2 separate regions of the Hordeum vulgare genome follow, and region 2 is linked to region 1. The links are chromatin contacts, called in public Hi-C maps. All regions are on one chromosome and are shown on one strand. Each heading gives the region's core, a stretch centred on a gene start, on an enhancer-like site or on the middle of the called end of the contact. The rest is flanking DNA. Distances are from core to core; before and after follow the strand shown.

What was found. Hi-C and Micro-C count contacts between places; a contact is called where the count stands out from the background.
Region 2: a Hi-C map of seedling shows a contact between it and region 1, with 4 times the contacts expected there. The contact joins the promoter of LOC123429248 here to the promoter of LOC123424497 in region 1. A contact is called at or near these places in 2 of 6 Hi-C or Micro-C datasets (leaf and seedling).

Annotation. Positions count from the first base shown.
Region 1 is chr2H:17,331,627-17,337,374 of MorexV3_pseudomolecules_assembly, reverse strand. It overlaps LOC123424497, which reads left to right and starts at 2,853. Exons shown (of 11, transcript XM_045108116.1): 1 at 2,853-3,228; 2 at 3,554-3,746; 3 at 3,851-3,904; 4 at 4,882-4,988. The coding sequence starts at 3,128. It overlaps LOC123424498 (lactoylglutathione lyase), which reads right to left and starts at 2,755. Exons shown (of 8, transcript XM_045108117.1): 1 at 2,620-2,755; 2 at 2,399-2,539; 3 at 1,699-1,760; 4 at 1,017-1,077; 5 at 846-925; 6 at 661-731; 7 at 471-560. The coding sequence starts at 2,733.
Region 2 is chr2H:17,575,305-17,581,052 of MorexV3_pseudomolecules_assembly, reverse strand. LOC123429248 (serine carboxypeptidase-like 50) reads left to right here and starts at 3,581. Exons shown (of 1, transcript XM_045113304.1): 1 at 3,581-5,259. The coding sequence starts at 3,744. The coding sequence ends at 5,102.

The DNA.
Region 1 (5,748 bases), core at 1,604-4,103:
TTAGCCACAGGCCAAGAGATTATCAGAAATTAGAAATGACAATTCAGATAATAAAAGAGAAATAGTGGGAACATGTAATGTTGAATTGGCTGTCCTCGAAAGTACGAAGGTGAAAAGCTCAATATATCCTCACAAAGTCAAAACCAATCAATAGTTTGGGGACAACTCTAGATGGAAGCATTGCCGGAACAACTCAAATAATGAAACATATCAATAGTTGAGGACAATTCTAGATAACAGCAATGAATAACTGTGTGCACCAACATAAAAGCACTATACCACCACCCAAAAAAATAGAGCAACTCGTTAATATGACAGTCCTATTCATATAAGTCTTTAAACTAAGTTTCTTGCTTTCTCCCTTAACATTGGTCATGAATTGTATTGGAAGTTCGGTATCAAGGTCATATGCAATGCCAATACAACACATAATATTGATGATGTAAAAGAAGTAAGCAACATAGTTTTACCATCATCTGGCTTCTTCACAAACTCGACCCCCAGACGTTCGAAGCGCTCACATGCCTTATAGACATCATCCACAGTTACCCCTATATGGCCTGAATAAACAAGAACAAGATATGAGAATTGCAGCATCTAAGATATTCATGGTGAGTTGCAGCTGTAACATTTTTAAACATAAATTTGTGTTGCACATACCGAATCCACGAGGGTCAGAGTTCCCATTATGGTACCCTTTGAATTCAGGATCATTTTCTGTGCCCCAGTTGCTACAGTGAAACCAGGAGTTTATTAATGTATTAGTGGGCGGTTGGTGCTACTTAGAAACAATCAAGGACATATTCACTGAGATAAGGAGAATATTAAAAAGTAACAGAACATACTGAGTGAGCTCGATTGTAGCCTTTTGCCCAAAAGTCCATCCAGTCCGCTGGACAGGATCAACAGGGGCTGCGGACAAATCCTATCGGCAATGGCAAGGTAAAGAACCAGAGGCGTTAGCTGATTCAAGTAAATTGTCACATTCAAGTTTCCCCTAATCAAGAAACTCTTACCTCGTAACCAAGAAAATACAAACTGAATTTCATCTCTGGAAAATCCAACCTTTTCAGCAACCTGGTTTTGTTGGTTTTGTTGGTTTTGTTAACAAAACATTAAAAAAAAACAGCAAACGGTTACTATCGAATGACAGTGCAATGTGGTTTTGATGCACACTCGTAGTGTAACTACATTTGATACAGTCTGCAATTCCCTATTCATTAGCATGTCTATGAACCTCTAGGTCACTAATCGTATTCTGCTGCTTGTACACTTGAGAATTCATAACTTCGGTGCCTTTTTGTACAAAATAGACATGCGGTAAATTATAACAATTTGAAGCACATCCAGCAAGAGGCCAAAACTAAGACCTTGAGCTTTCTGTGTGCAGTAGAACTGAATTATACAGCCTATATCTTTTCGCGCCAGATCCTTGTTGCTCCAGGTACCAATTACAGAATTACACATTTCAACGCAATTACTTCCACCAGTACTCCATGTTGGTTTGCCATACATACTATAGGAGAAAATTCAGAGCATGACTTGATATGCAATGATACTAGCTTTTCTTGAAAACCCAACAAAAAAAAATAGAACATTTACAGATTTCACTAAGGAAATCGATGGCCCATGGATGTCCTGTCCTTCTCACATGCACAAACACATCATCTGAAGGAAGACAAAAGAAAGAAAACTTACGACATGCCCATCACGCGCGAGTAGAAGTCAAGGCTCACTTTTGGGTCCTTCACGCGGAACATCTGCAAGTTGGAACCAATATTCATTATGGTAAGAGCAACCGACTGGAACAACCGGAAATGCCGCTAGTAACAAGCTGGTCCACCAACTGTTCGGCCAATAGCAGAACAAATGATGCTTCATGGCCTAGTAGTACAATGACACTAAAAATTTCCTCAGTATATAGCGAAGCATCCAAAGCATCCCTATTGAAAGTACAACCCCATGAATGTCCTTGATGAATCGCCTATGCTACACCCAAACACACAACTTCCAGCATTCCATAGAACAGCTACATACCCCGAGTGTTGAAATGAACATATGCGCAGGCAGCAGCAAGCATAGTGGGCCAAGCAAACAGAGTGGGATGCTAAGCTGACATTGCAGTTCGCAAAAACCAACAATCCGGTCACATTGAACTGACAGACCCCATCACTTCGTCCGACAACAGGTGTTGTTTCCTCTCAATTTCACAACCTGAAACTACAGGCGCCCAGGGACCACCAGCTGTTGGACGGACTGCCTCGGCCAAATCCGGCCACATGGTCTCTTCCGCTCCACAGATCAAACCCACGGAGGCGCAAATTCGTACCGGATAACGCGCACGCCCGCTCAATCGGCGGCTAAACGAAGTGGGAAACAGGGGGAGGGAGTGGCTTACGGTCTGCTGCATGAAGTAGCCCTTGGTGGCGGGGTCGACCTCGGCCTGCAGGCCCGGGTTGTTGGCCGGCGCCTCCTTGGCCCCCGACGACGTCGACATGGCGGCTGCGGCGAGCGCGGGCGGGTAGGACCGTCCGAATCCCTGCAGAACCCCCGACCGATCAGAAACCGTGAGCGCAAGTGCGAGAAGCGCAACGACCTAGTATCAGTTCGCCCGGAGACCTTGGGCTGTGCGAGGCGGAGGCCGCGCGGCGCGGAGGCGGAGGCGGAGGAGAGGCGGCGTAGGGCGTGGGAGGAGAGGAGGAGGGAGGAGCGGAGGAGTGAGGCGGCGGGCATGGCGAAGGGGCGCGGCGGGATTATAAACGATTATTTAGGGGATAGAGAGAAATGGAGAAAAAGGCTGGGGTGGTGAGCTGGCGTGCGGTGCGTGCCGGTTCTGGATTGGTGCGCTGGCAGGGTGCGACGCGCCACGTCTGTGCGCCTGGCGGGCCACGTGTCGGTGTTGGTGACCGGCGCCGGAGAGAGATCCGCTCGCCCGTCTTCCTCCCCTGCTCTGCTCCGTCTCCGTCTCCCTTCCCCTTGCTTGCCCCAGTCGAGAGTCTCCTCCGCTGGCGGGGCATCGGGTCCTTCCTACCCAAGCCGCTTGCGTGGTAAGGAAATACCCGGCCGGGGAAACTGACGGTTTCTTCCCACGCGCGTCCCCTCCTGATCCCCTTCTCCCCCCGTCGCGATGGCGGCGCCGCCTTCCACCTCCTCGCCGTCCGGGGAGGTCCCCGTGGAGAGATCGCCGACTGACCTGACCGGCGGCGACGGCCAGGCAGCGCCCTCGAGGTATGCTCCGTCTTCCCATCTGTCCGTCTCTTCTCCCCTCTTCGCTTCGTAGCTGTAGCAGGCACACAATTCGACCGTGGAAGCAAAAAATTCCGATCGGCACAACTGCCCAGGACTAGACAGACTTGACAAATTAAGCGTTGCGATTTCCTATTTGGCGTCAGGGTAGCTACGCTCATTGCCTGTGCTGCTTCGGTGCTCTTCTCCTCCAACACGGTTACTGCTGATGCAGTGTCTATAACAGGGTCACACTTACTGTTTTGTGCACAATTCTTCGGATGCTTACACAAGACAACTACTGTTTTGTGCACAATTCTGTGTCCAGGGCCGAATTGCTTAGCATGGTGAAGAAGCATTCACATCTGATCGGGTGGACTGTCGTCGAGGCCGAAGACGATCCATCGGACGTCGAGATGGACGACAAATTCTGGCATGAGATGCTTGACCTTTTCTTCGTGCGTGGTAGGGTCTCAAGGAGCAGGGAGGAGGACGACCTCGTCTTCTTTGTCAATAGCTCGGTACCTTCTAGTCCTGCTGATTTCCCCCTTATGTTAGCCTGATATGTACGATATTGCCCTGTGGAATGTGGATCTCACCGTTTGTTTGTTGCTGCTGGCTGTAGATGCAGAAAATGGAAGATCTGCCTCCCTTTTTCGTGCGCAGATGGGCTCCTACGGTACATGAAGCTACACTAAATCCACTTCACTTCAGATTTTTTGGTTAATTCTCGAGGCTTCCTTGCTAGTGTAGATTCAAGAAAGTTTTATAAAATATATACATTATTTCTTCATTTTTGTTGTATTTGTATGTTCTCTACTGTTGAGTTAATTAATTCAGTTGCAACAATAACAAGTATGCTCTGTATTCAGTCAAGCTCACAGTTTCTGTAACTATTGTTAAAACTTAAAATAAACTGCTTTTTAAGGGAAAAAGTTCCCATTGTTTTATTTCATTAACCCTATATATAAAAAGTTATATTCTAATTTGTTGTTCTTAACTGCTGAATGAGCCTTTTTCGGGTACAAGCTACACAATTTTCATATGTACTCCCTCTGTACCACAGTACTCGTCGCTGGGGGAACTTGCATTGGTTTTCCCCAACGACAAGTATTTAGGTACAGAGGGAGTATAACAGTAATGAACATACAGTACAACAACAACAACATATCCTTTAGTCCTAAACAAGCTGGGGTAGGCTAAAGGTGAAACCCATAAGATCTCGCGACCAACTCATGGTTCTGGCACATGGATAGCAAGCTTCCACGCACCTCTGTTCATGGCTAGTTTTTTGGTGATACTCCAGTCCTTCAAATCTCTCTTTACGGACTCCTCCCATGTCAAGTTCGGTCTAACCCGGCCTCTTTTGACATTATCAGCACGCTTTAGCCGTACGCTTTGCACTGGAGCTTGACGACAATGTTAGATCCCTTACCATTTGTAACTTTGTATGCATGAACAGATGAACACTCGATTCAGTAATTTTCATGTTTGTGAGGTGTAATTTTTAAGACTAGTGACAATGGGGAAATCCTTATCAGTGTTCTTTTATGTCTTATATCTGGTTAACATAGTGTTAGTTGGAGAACCCATGATAAGAACAATTACTCTTTGTTGAATTACTGGGCTAAATATGCTCCTTTTTGCAATTGCCAGCTTGAAAAGCTCATCAATGCTAATTCAACTGAGGTTGATTGGGAACGTTCGTTCTATTTGAATTTAGTCGCTCACACGTCATATACCGTCACAGTGGCATTGTGCAGGTATGTTTCTGTGGCACTTCTGCTAAGATCTTACAAGCTTTTTATGCTCTGAACAATTAGCTATAAGTATGCATAAGAACAACTAAAAACCCTTTTTGGTGATCTATTGAGGTGTCATGGCTGGTGTGCGAGACACTGGAGTTGAGACATATATTCATGAGGCGCCACCGTATAGAAGAGGCTTAATAACAGTGGCGCAGAGTGCATGTGTGTTCAGCATGGATGTTGCCGTGTGTTGAGCTGTAGGCTATATATAAGCAAGTCTGTACCCAGAGAATGGTTAAGCTGAACAAACAGAGAGAAATCTACCAATTATCCTTTTACTCTCTATTATTCCTCTTCTTCTCCAAGCCTTCGTGCTTGCTATCTTCATCGCGTCTTGGAGGATCGCCAATGGCAACGGGATGCTAAATAAAGTAAATCCTTATATTAATACAACACTTTTGGTCTGTTGCTATAGTCAGTTAAAGAACTACCCAGATTTTTGGTTCATAGTTTCTCACCCTTTATCAAAATCTGAGACGGTTGACAAATAATGATTGTCATGTCATCTAATTCCGTATTGAAACAGCACTCTCTGTTTCAACTACATGTTGAGAAACGGGTCTGGGTTGGTGCTACAGTCACACTTTTTTCATTAGCTGACTGAACAATTTGCGACCACAAATTTATCTTTCAGCATGAGTTTGCGCTGGAATGTTAAGGGACTCACAAATCTTAGAGTGCCAGTAGTATCAATTGTCATGCACAACAAAACTTT
Region 2 (5,748 bases), core at 2,332-4,831, 240 kb before region 1:
AGTAGCGTGCGTTCATGGTTGCAACCCTTGTAAAAAACAATATGGTTGCAACAAAACAGAACGATAAATGTAGCAAAATTGTATAATGGTTGCAGCATTTTCCATCATGGTTGCAACTCGCCCATGGCCCTGTTTGGATCCCACTGCTAGAGCTAGTTTGAGCTGAACTAGCTCCCAAAGTATCCAAACACATGGGCTAGTTTGGGTTAGATGCAAACTAACCCACCAAAAAAACTAGCCCTGAGAAGAAGTGCTAATTGGAGCTAGTTGGGGATGGACAGGTAAAAAAATAATATTTTAACCGCATCGGATCCTTTCCTCTCCATCCTCCCGCATCGCACGTCGCTCGGCCTGCTCGCCCCGCCCGGCCGCGCTCGCCCCCGCCGGCCGCGCTCGCCCCGCCCGCCGCGCTCGCCCCCGCCGGCCGCGCTCGCCCCGCTCACCCCGCCGGCCACGCTCGCCCCGCTCGGCCTGCTCGCCCCGCCGGCCGCGCTCTCCCCCGCTCGGCCTGCTCGCCCCCGCCGGCCACCTCCGTCGCGTCCCGTCCAGGCCGCCTCGTCCACCTGCCACCGGTCGCCTCCATCCTCCTCCATATCCCTGCACCAGGGCTACACAAAAGCTGGCCACAACAAATCCTGGTTAAAAGATACACATGATTAAAAAAATGCATTTATTGTCAAACTAACCTTTGCATCCAAACACCACCAAAGGCTAGAGTTAGTTCATGGTTAGACTAAAGTTAAAAACTAACTCTAACCTCTAGCCAAGTTAGAGTATCCAAACAGGGCCCATGTCAACGGTTGTAGCAAAAAACAATACGGTTGCGACAACAAAAAATGACTGATGTAGCAAATTTGTATTATGATTGCAGCATTTTCCATCATGGTTGCAACTCGTCCATGTCAACGGTTGTAGCAAAAAAAGAATACAGTCGCAGCAAAAAAGAATGACTGATGTAGCAAATTTGTATAATGATTGCACCATTTTTTCATCATGGTTGCAACTCCGGCTACAAAACTCCGGCGAAGTTTGGTTGCAACTCTCATGGACGTGGTTGTAACTTCTTTTATCAACGGTTGAAACTTCTTTTAAATACTATCTAAACAAGTAACGTACATCCGTTCATTTACTTCTTCAATATTTTCTGAAATAATTGTGAAAAATATTTTTCAAAAATCAGAATTTTTGAAAGAATTCTGAACAAATTTTAAAATCTAAACAATTTTATCAAAAAGTGAATTAAAATACACACTGAACATTTTCATAGTATACGGTGACCTGAATTTAAATACACACTAAAGGTTTTCTAAAATATATGGTGAACTTTTTTCAAATACATGCTGAACAAAATTTCTATACACGATAAACATTTTCCATAAACAGTGTTTTTTTCAGTGTACACAGAACAAAATTTTAAATAAATGTACAGCAAACAAATTTCTTCAACACGGTGATTTTTTAACACATGAATAACTTTTCAAAAACGAACAAAACTAGAATTTATAACTTTTATATGGAATTCTGAACTTTCTTTAAACCTGAGTAAATTTGGAACTTTTTTATATGAAATGCGTGATTAGGAAACTCACATGCAGCTGCAAAATCATTTGGTGGAGCATATGTAAGCTCATGTTGGCAACTAATAGATGTATCTTTTTTCATATGTATTTGAGACAATTTAATTTTTATACTGTTTGTAAAACTATACTTATTTATTTGAAAAACTATGTTTTATTTGGTTGCCAAACTATGCTATTTTTTCATGTCTACTTGTCTAATAATGCAAAACCGTGTGTATATTTGTTGAAAAATGACGGCCAGCCGGCCACGGCAGTAAATTTGTGTCAGCCACGGCAGTAAATTTGTGTCGCGAACGTTGGGCGTACTGTCGACCCAAGGACGGACGACCAGCAGGTGGCCGACCCAAACGAACAAAAAACCGTTCGTTTGGGTCGGCACGTTGGAGTTTCCCTAAATGATAACATCCACACGATATTGAATGCTTTTGTGGCTCTCGACCCAGATGACAAGTGCTCGAATATTCCTGTAAAAAAGTCAAAAGGCATGGTCTGCATTTAGGCCAATTATCACACATGTAGACATTATCATTTGGTAAATATATCATGGTTTTGATTGTTGAAAAATAAAAGGAAATCTTACACGGTGAAGCAAGGTGATCGCTAGGCGTCGGCGGTTCGACCCAAGAGTTCGACAGGTTGTGTGCAGACCGTCAAATTAGGCATTATGTAGCCGCCCGATCCTACGACCCACTCATCTTATCTTCTTCCCCAAACCACTTCGTACCGTATCAGAAACAGGCATGTGTGAGTCCTTCCACGTTGCATGCTGCATCCATCTCACGTGCCACAACTCGCTGCAACTGCCACTGCCCTGTAGTCCTCGAACCAACACCGTAGGCAGGACCGTCGCTCCCATATCCGGTGGCGATTGAAACCCATCCTTCCTGGGTTTGCAAAAACAGTTTTTGCTCCCAAGGTTGTAACTCTCCGGGCACTTGGTTTCCGCACACGGAAATCATGATAGCGGCGACGCTGGTCGCGAAGCTCCACACACCGATGGTCGCCAACATCGTGGCTCGCCCCGCGTCACAGCTCTGACAACACGGATGTAGCGTCGCCGCAAAATGCTTGCAGGTCTGGTGCACATGGATGTAACTTCTTCAGTACACGGTTGAAGCATTTTTGTGATGGCAGAGTCGCTGGTTGCAGCTCTGGTGACACGGTTGTAGCAAAATCAAAATGGTTGCAACTTTGACGTATGTGGATGTAGCTTGTGCGGAACGCGGTTGAAGTATTTTGCCGAGGACGGCGTTGCTGGTTGCAGTGTGTGCATCGTTGTAGCTTTTCCGAGAGCTGGTTGTAGCTTCCATGATACACGGTTGTAACATTTTCGGCGACGTCGTCGGCGGCGGGTGTAGTCCGTGGATGTACAGTTGCAGCTTGTGTGTACACGGTTCCAGCAATTGGTGTCGCTAGTTCCAGCGAAACACCTTGCCGTTTGTAGCAAAACGATGTCGTTGGGTCATGTCGCCCGTCGTGGTAAGTGTTGGAGCATCTCCCGCATGGTCAGCTCCCTTGCAGCACCCCGGTGGCAGCCGTGGCAGCTCCAATGGACGGAGAGTTGTGGCGCTGGGCGGCTGCGGGACAGAGCACGCAGGAGGAGGATGGCTTCTTGTCGCCTGCATGCTTGTGAGGAAGAAAGAAAAAAGGAGCAAGGAGAAGTGCAACACAAACGCGGGAGGTGGAGAGAGAGAGAGAAAGAAGAGGTGGGCAGCACCGATGGAGAGAGATGTGCAAGGAAAGGAAGAGCTGGGCAGTGTCGGTGGGGAAATTTTTCTGACCACAAACAACAGAAGGGGATAAGGGAAGAAGGCGAGCAGCGCGCTGCAGGAGGCCCATGGAACGCGTTCGATCTATATGGGTCCTACGCGTAACACACATCCGGCTGAATCGTTCGGCGGTGTGTCAATTGTAAACATTTCCTTTGAAGAAAGGCGACTCGTTTTTTTAGAAACAGGAAGACGACTAGGTTTTTTATTTATAAAAACTTGTCACCTCAAACTACTAGCCGTTGTCAAACAAAAAAAACTTGTCACCTCTCCGCGCACTCGGTAAAGTTTCCCCGAAAAAAAAAAAGTTACTGTGAAGCCCAGAGTCAACGAAGCTGCTGCGCTGAACACTCCACCAACTAGCCGATCCGATCCGATCCGATCCGATCGATCCATGGCTCCGCCGCGTCCGTTCCTCGCCACCGTCCTCCTTGCAGCCACCGTCTCCGTCTCGCTCGCGGCGGCTTTCCCGAAGGAGGCCCAGCCTACCAGCTCCGGCTACCTGCCGGTGGACTCGCGCACCAACGCCTCCCTCTTCTACGCCTTCTACGAGGCCAGCCACCCGCTCACCGCGCCGGCCGACACGCCGCTGCTCCTCTGGCTGCAGGGCGGGCCCGGCTGCTCCAGCCTCGTCGGCAACTTCTTCGAGCTTGGCCCCTACATCGTCGCCCCCGACGGTGCCTCGCTCTCCCGCAACCCCTTCGCGTGGAACCGCCGCTCCGGGCTCCTCTTCCTCGACAGCCCGCTCGGCACCGGCTTCAGCGCCGCGCCATCCCCCGCCGCCATCCCGCGGGACCAGTCCGCCGTCGCCGCGCACGTCCTCGCCGCGCTCCAGTCGTTCTTCGACGCCAGCCCGCCCTCCTTCCGCGCGCGCCCCTTCTTCCTCTCCGGCGAGAGCTACGCCGGGAAGTACGTCCCGGCCGCCGGGGCGCTTATCCTCGCCGCGAACCCGAGCCTGCCTGCGGGGCGGCGGGTCAACCTCCGCGGCGCCGCCATCGGCAACGGGCTCACGCACCCCGTCGCGCAGCTGCCCACGCACGCCGACTCGGCCTACTTCACCGGGCTCATCAACGCGCGCCAGCGGCGGGAGCTGGAGGCGCTGCAGGCGGAGGCGGTGGCGCTGGCGCGGGCGGCGCGGTGGCGGGAGGCTTCGGACGCGCGGGGCCGCGTGCGCTCGTGGCTGCTGAACGCCACCGGGCTCGCCACGCTCTACGACTTGGCCAGGCAGCGGCCCTACGCGACGGCGGCCGTGGGGCGGTTCGTGAACCGGGCGGAGGTGAAGGCGGCGCTGGGCGCGCGCCGGGACGTGGCGTGGGAGCAGTGCAGCCGGGCGGTGAGGGACGCGATGCACGAGGACATGATGAAGAGCGTCAAGCCGGAGGTGGAGGCGCTGCTCCGGCGGCGGACGCGCCTGCTGCTGTACCAGGGCATCCGCGACCCCTGGATCGGCGTGGTGTCGCAGGAGGCGTGGATGAAGGAGCTGAGCTGGGGCGGGCTCCGCGCGTTCGAGGAAGCCGAGCGCGTGGTGTGGCGGACCGGCGGCGTCGGCGAGGAGAAGGAGCTCGCCGGGTACGTGCAGCGGTCGGGGGCGCTGACGCACGCCGTGGTGTACGGCGCTGGGCACATGGTGCCGGTCGACAATGGGCGCGCGGCGCAGGAGATGATCGAGGGGTGGGTCACGGAGACAGGGGTGTTCGGCGGCGGCGTCTCGCCCCGGTTGACGCCGGCCGGCGCCCAGGTCGCGGTGTCCTGATGACGCTGCTGGTCGACGAAACTGGTTTCGTGCTGTCCAACAATTGTTCAATACAGAGTTGATATCTTCAAGGATCAATGTGTAACAGAGGCATGGGCTATTTAGAAAACAGAGTCAATCTTAACAAATATAGCTGAAGAAATTTCACAGATTGATGAGATGAAAAGTAGTTCTTTTCTGGAGAAAGGATGAAAATCATTTGCAATGAAAATAGACCATTTTCAATTTTCCGCATAGATAACACTACGGGTCAGTTCTTTTGAGCGATTCTCTAAGAATCGTCCCTCCCAAACTTCTAACAGAATCGTTCCTTCATTTTTTTTTCTTCACAATCCTAACTAATTAGGTCTTAAATGTATGTGGCTTAGCTAACCCTAAACTCCACAAACTCATGGAGAAGTTTTTTCACCTGCCCCATGATAGGTCATTAGATGACAAATCTATAGATCCACGAGTGATCTTGTGCACCGCTTCCCGGGAGTCTGATTCAAGCATGATTTTTATGTACCCTCATCGCCTTTCCCAATTGCAGAGCCCGCATCCATAGTGTGGTCTTTTTCCGTCTCTAAGCTTGCCTCTAAGGTCCTATACATTAGAGTCCTTGCCTTTTACATAAAAATCGTTGACGTCGCCTTTAAGGTAAGAG